2 separate regions of the Mus musculus genome follow, and region 1 is linked to region 2. Evidence: chromatin contacts called from public Hi-C data. All regions are on one chromosome and are shown on one strand. Each heading gives the region's core, a stretch centred on a gene start, on an enhancer-like site or on the middle of the called end of the contact. The rest is flanking DNA. Distances are from core to core; before and after follow the strand shown.

Region 1 (3,002 bases), core at 96-2,595, 360 kb before region 2:
TACAAATATATTTGTGTGACATTTCAGTCTGTTGTCATCTAAAAAGTAAACAACTGTGAAGTTGTTACAAAATAAGTCACTCAGAAGGGAAGGGGGATGGGAGGAGGATCTTCGTGCAAAGGGTACTGGGAGGAGGGGGCTGATATTGTGATGTAAATTTTTAAAAGGTAACTTGAAGATACTATCAGTTCCCAGTATGTATTATAAAGTCAAATGATTAAATATATTTATATATCTTACAAAATTAAGTCATACACAAACTTTTTTTTAATGTTACTCTTTTATTTCAATAATGGTCTTGACAGGTAGTTTCATGTCTGTTGCTTTAGTAAAACACCCTGACAGAGCAACTAAATGAAGCAAGACTATTTTAGCTTCCAACTCTAGGTGATAGTCCATTACTATAGAGGAGTCTCAGCAGCAGTACAGGTGCTTGCTCCACATCCCATAGTCATGAACAAAGAGCTAATGGGTGCTTGACGCTTGCTCTCTGTCGCCTCCCAACACTCAGAACAGTGCAGAACCTAATCCATGACATGGTACCTCCCACATTCGGAGTGGGCCTTCCACCTCACTTAACCCAATCATGAAAATGTTAACCATGGGTCAACTCAACCCATATAATTCTCGTTGAGACTGTATTCTCAGGTGTTTTGATATCCTTTCAAATAGACAAAACTAACCAACACGGACTCAGGGTCTATGCTGGCTGAATTCCTGCTCCCACTGCGTCCAGCGAGTCTGCGTCCCACCGATCTGTTTCGTGTGGTACTTGTAAATAAACTCTGGGTCTCGGCTCGTCCAGCAATCTGTCAATTGAGCTACATCCCCAGCAGGTTTACGGTTTTGAGTTGGGCGTTCTATGCTGCAAGCGCTGGTTAGAAGCCCTTGCTCTGAAAGGTTGGGAGCCGTCTCCATTCACACCGGAAGGCATCTGGTCAGCAGAACAGGACTACCGCCGTCCCTGGCAATGCTGGACAGGTCATTAATCTATGGGGAAGATTAATCAAGACAGTGAGCATCTGGTCTGGCCTCGCAGTTTAGAAATACATTAACATGGCGACGGATGGGTGCTACTGGTCTCCCTCGAGTGGTCTATACGGCCCTGACTCAGCTCAAGGTGGCACTGGGCTCACAGCCCTTTGCTCTCAGTAGCAGAAGGGCCCACGCGTGGACACCCGAACGGAGAGACAGGTTAGCTAAACCTGCCCTGTGACACTGTGGGCACACCATGTCAACTCCGCCCTCTGCCAGGGCAGGTCAATAGTGCGCTTGCGCGGGCTAGATGCCCCAGTAACCCTGCGGACAGAGTGGGCCAATCAGCGTGCTGTCTCCTGGCCCCGCCCTGCACTGCGCCCGCCCCTTCCTCCGCGCCCTGAGGCCAGCGCTGTCCGCAACGCTTTGAGGTGAACGCGGCTCGGAGCGGCCCTCCGAAGACTGGTGAGAGGGCTGAGGGCCTCAAGGCAGGGCGGGCGGGGCCGCGGCCCTCGGCCGCTGCCGTCTCCTCTCAATACCGGGTCGAGGGACCTGGACCGGAGGGCGGCGGGCCAACGCGCCTGCGCAGGTTGCTCCAGGCCGGCGGTGCTGTCCAGCCTCACACCGGGGAAGTTGCCCGCCTGACGGAGCGGGCCAAGGGGCGATGACAGCCTGTGGCCGGTAGTGACAGCTTCAGGAGACCCGAGGAAGCGTGTGTCTTGCCTCAGCGCCCCGCAGGCTCGCGTCACTGGGGCGCCGGCGCCCGCCTGTGGTTAAGGCAGGCCGGGGTGTGCGTGCCATCGCGGTGGGAAAGGATTCCTGGGGCGGAGCGAAAAAGCCAGAAAGACCTGGCAGGCTGTAGTGTGCTAGAAGTCGGCCAGTAAGTTATGCCCCTGCCTCAGTCAGGCTCTGCCTAAGTAAGAGCGGTCCTGCAGAGTAAATCGCAAGTACCGCACAACTTCAGTTCTCAGGTTTATGACTGCTTTGACCTTTCTCTCTTCATAGAAACTGTTATGGTTTCCTGTATTGAGTTATCCCAGGCTGCAGGTACAGGCAACTTAAGTCCTCAAGGTCACACAATTAGTCATGGAAGAACTAGGAATTGGATGCTTGCCTTTCTGGATCCTCTAAGCAGGTTTGTCAACATAAAACGAAGCTCCCCAAAGGTAATGTGAGATGTATGCAGGCTACAGCAGAATTGGGGGGAAATTGCTATAAGTTTTAGATGCTATGTAATTATAGTCTTAGCTTTCAGGTTAGTGGAGGTTAGTGGTTTAAGTTAATGTCTTCCAAAAGCTTTACCTGATGGTACAAAAGTCTGTTAAAGAGATGAGAGGTAAATGACTGTTAAGGTGATTAAAAATAAAGATATCCAAAATAAATGTATCACCCCTACCAGACTTCCCGCCTCTGCCTCGGATGCTTGCACTACTGTGCCGGGGTGCTGTGAGATGAGACTGGGTACACAGGAAGGTGATCTTTGGGAGAGCCTTTAGGGTGTTGTGCTTTGTTTTTATAAACAAAATCTTAAGGAACAAATTCCTGTATCATGTTATTAGCCTCCATAATTCAGGTAGCAAGATTGAGGACAACTTGAAGCTACATGATACCTCATCCCCAAAGAAAGTATGACCTACAGTACAGGTAGCAGATGAGAAAACTCTGCCAACAAAAGAGGTGGGAGGCCTGGTTTGGGTTTAAGATTTATCTATGTATATGTGTTTGGGCATGTGTCTGAGTGCACTCAACCATGGAGGTCAGAAGAAAGCAACAGGTCCCCTGGAGCTTCAGTCACAGGCACTTGTGAGCCACCCTACATTGATGCTGAGAATCAGCCAAAGTTTGGTCCTTTGCAAGAACAGCAAGCTCTCTTAAAATCACAGAGACATCTTACCAGCCCATGCTATAGGTGTTAGATGCTATCTAGTGAGCAACTTAGCTGCTGAGTGAGTAGAAGATAATAGTCTCCTAAATGACTATAGTCTTAAGGATCTTAGGTCAGATGCGGAGGTGGGTGGTAAATGGCT
Region 2 (2,700 bases), core at 122-2,621:
CCCCGTGGGCTCCCATACTGAGAAGAGCAGGTAAGATGTGAAAGCCCAAAGCCACAGATACAGGGACCATGATGCACCTGGCTTGCGCTCTTTCCTGTGGCTCTCTTTGCCCAGCCTTTCGGAGTTGCTCCTAGGGACTGGATCCTGCCCACCCTGCTTTGCACAAGGCCTCAGGAAAAAGACTGGGAGAGATAGCTTCTACTTGGGAACTAAAGTATTGATGACTTTGTACAAGGGACCAGTGATTATTGTGTGTGTGTGCATGATGCATGTGTGTGGGTACATGTGCCAAGGTGCACAAGTGGAGGTCAGAGGTTAACTTTTTTTTTTTTTTCTTTTTGAGACAGGGTGTCTTAGTTACTGCTGTGAACAGACACCATGACCAAGGCAAGTCTTATAAAAAACATTTAATTGGGGCTGGCTTACAGGTTCAGAGGTCCAGTCCATTAACATCAAGGTGGAAGCATGGCAGCATCCAGGCAGGCGTGGCACAGGCAGAGCTGAGAGTTCTATGTCTTCATCCAAAGGCTGCTAGTGGAAGACTGATTCCAGGCAACTAAGGTGAGGGTCTTAAGCCCACACCCACAGTGACACACCTACTCCAACCAGGTCACACCTATTTCAACAAGGCCACACCTCCAAATGGTGCCACTCCCTGGTCCAAAAATATACAAACCATGACACAGGGTTTCTCTGTATAGCCCTGGCTGTCCTGGAACTCACACTGTAGACCAGGCTGGCCTCAAAGTTAGAAATTCACCTGCCTCTGCCTCCCAAGTGCTGGGTCAACGGTGTGTGCCACCACTGCCCAGCAGAGGTTAACTTTTATAGAGTTTGTTCTCTCCAAGTGTATGTGGGTCCTGGGGATCAAATTCAGATCACCAGACTGTGAGACAAGCATCTTTACCCTTTGAGCTGTCTCTCTGGCCCTTAGTCAGGGTTTTAATCCCGATGCCCATGCTGGTCTAGAACCGGTGACTCTCTTGCCAGCAGCCAGCAGATAGTGAACCACACCCATCAGCACTATCAGATCTTGATGCTGATCTGCTCCACCTCTTCCAGGAAGCCTCCCTGGAGTGCTGGGATGGGGGCCACCTTGGTCTCTTCCTATTTGAGTTCATTGAATTCATGCCCCAGTTCCAGTTTTTCGCCAGGGTGGGGGTGAGTTCAGGACCCTCTTTGGAATACGGTTCCCCCAAAACTGGAAAATGACCTCTGTGGTCACTGTCAGCTGTACAGTTCTGTGACTACCTTTTCAGACAGCTTTGAGTTCTTCTGGTGAAGGAGGAAGCCCTGTTCCTTTCACTCAGTCGCTAAGCTCTGTGCTTCCCCTGATCATAGCAGGCACTCACAGCTGTGGCCCTCTTAGGTGATTACAACAGCCTCCCTCTACTGTTTCCTGCTGCTTCCGGCACCTGCCTCCACAGCTCACCCTTCCCTAACCCTGAATGACCAGAAGAAAGAACGTGTGGTCACGCCCTGTGTAAGAGAACCGTGTAGTGGCTCTACCACATTCTTAAAATAAAGACAAAAAATCCCATCAGGTGTGGTTATGAACTCTTAAGAGTCATAGCATCTTGGAGGAGGCAGGAGAGTCGGTAGTTCAAAGTTTCCTTAGCAACGTAACAAGTTCAAGGCCAGCCTGGGTTACCTTGAGACTTTCCAGACCATCTATTTGTTCCTCCTCGGAGGATACTCTTTCTCATACTAAGGCTTGCTCATCCTTTTCCATCTTGAGACAGCATCTCTTCTTTGGAGAGGTCTTCTCGAAACACCCCACACCACCCATTTAAATGAAGGATCCAAGGATCACATGTTCTCTTCCTCTTATCGCAGGCTGAGTCCCAGAACCAGAAATGGTTTGATGAAAACTTACATTTTCAGGTGTGATTACATAAGACTGTTTTGGCCTCAGAGAACACCCTACATGCAGTCACGCCACTTCCTAGGCAGAGGCCAATGTGACACACGTGAGGGTGGGAGGGGGTGGGTGGGGGAGCCAAGAGAGACTTGGAGTCACCGGAGTGGAATACTGTACCGTGTGTCACCAGAAGAGAAGCATTTGGTTCAGGTCACCTCCGCATTCCTAGCCAGGTGGTCAGCTCGGCTCATGTGTAGTTTTTTTTTGTTGTTTGTTTGTTTTGTTTTTTTGAGACAGGGTTTCTCTGTATAGCCCTGGCTGTCCTGGAACTCACTCTGTAGACCAGGCTGGCCTCGAACTCAGAAATCTGCCTGTCTCTGCCTTCCGAGTGCAGGGATTAAAGGCGTGCGCCACCACGCCCAGCTCATCTGTAGTTTTGTATTTATTCATTCACTTATTCATTGTAGTGTGGGCCGGTTTGCGCCTGGGCAAATTGAGGTCAGAGAAAAGTGTGAGGAAGTTGGTTCTTTTCTACCATGCAGGTTCTAAGGATCAAATCCAGGTCATCGGGCTTGGCGGCAAGTGCCTTCACCTGCTGAATCGAGGCATCTCGCCACGATTATTTTAATCCCATCAGTAGTGAGGCAGAGGCAGGAGGATCTAAGGTGTGTGCCACCACTGCCCAGCACACTGAGTGCCCTTAAGATAGGTAGGTTTTATTGTATGTGACTTATACGGCAATAAAGCTAATTAGTAAAACAAAGGAAGGCTTACCCACATAGGAATAGTGAAGGTGTCGAAAGGAATGTGTTATCTGGACAAACCTACTGTTCTTTAAC

Evidence for each region. Hi-C and Micro-C count contacts between places; a contact is called where the count stands out from the background.
Region 1: a contact with region 2 is called in a Hi-C map of regulatory T cells, with 4 times the contacts expected there. The contact joins the promoter of Zfp672 here to the enhancer-like site in region 2. A contact is called at or near these places in 3 of 39 promoter capture datasets (the HPC-7 cell line, erythroid cells and pre-B cells), 11 of 484 Hi-C or Micro-C datasets (B cells, CD4 T cells, CD8 T cells and 6 more), 6 of 115 datasets of contacts at active chromatin or transcription factors (bone marrow-derived macrophages, effector CD8 T cells, embryonic stem cells and 3 more) and 2 of 9 other capture datasets (adipose tissue and liver).

The regions. Positions count from the first base shown.
Region 1 is chr11:58,321,708-58,324,709 of GRCm38.p6, reverse strand. It overlaps Zfp672 (zinc finger protein 672), which reads left to right and starts at 1,345. Exons shown (of 4, transcript NM_001256516.1): 1 at 1,345-1,440; 2 at 1,981-2,141.
Region 2 is chr11:57,957,157-57,959,856 of GRCm38.p6, reverse strand. No RefSeq gene overlaps it. Among named protein-coding and RNA genes, the nearest start is that of Gm33078, 47 kb to the right of the region's middle. Within about 2 kb of position 1,371, at least 55 of the 459 cell types and tissues checked have an H3K27ac peak or open chromatin away from gene starts, as enhancers often do. A contact at or near this core is called in B cells, CD8 T cells, the G1E-ER4 cell line and 4 more, where this site is marked.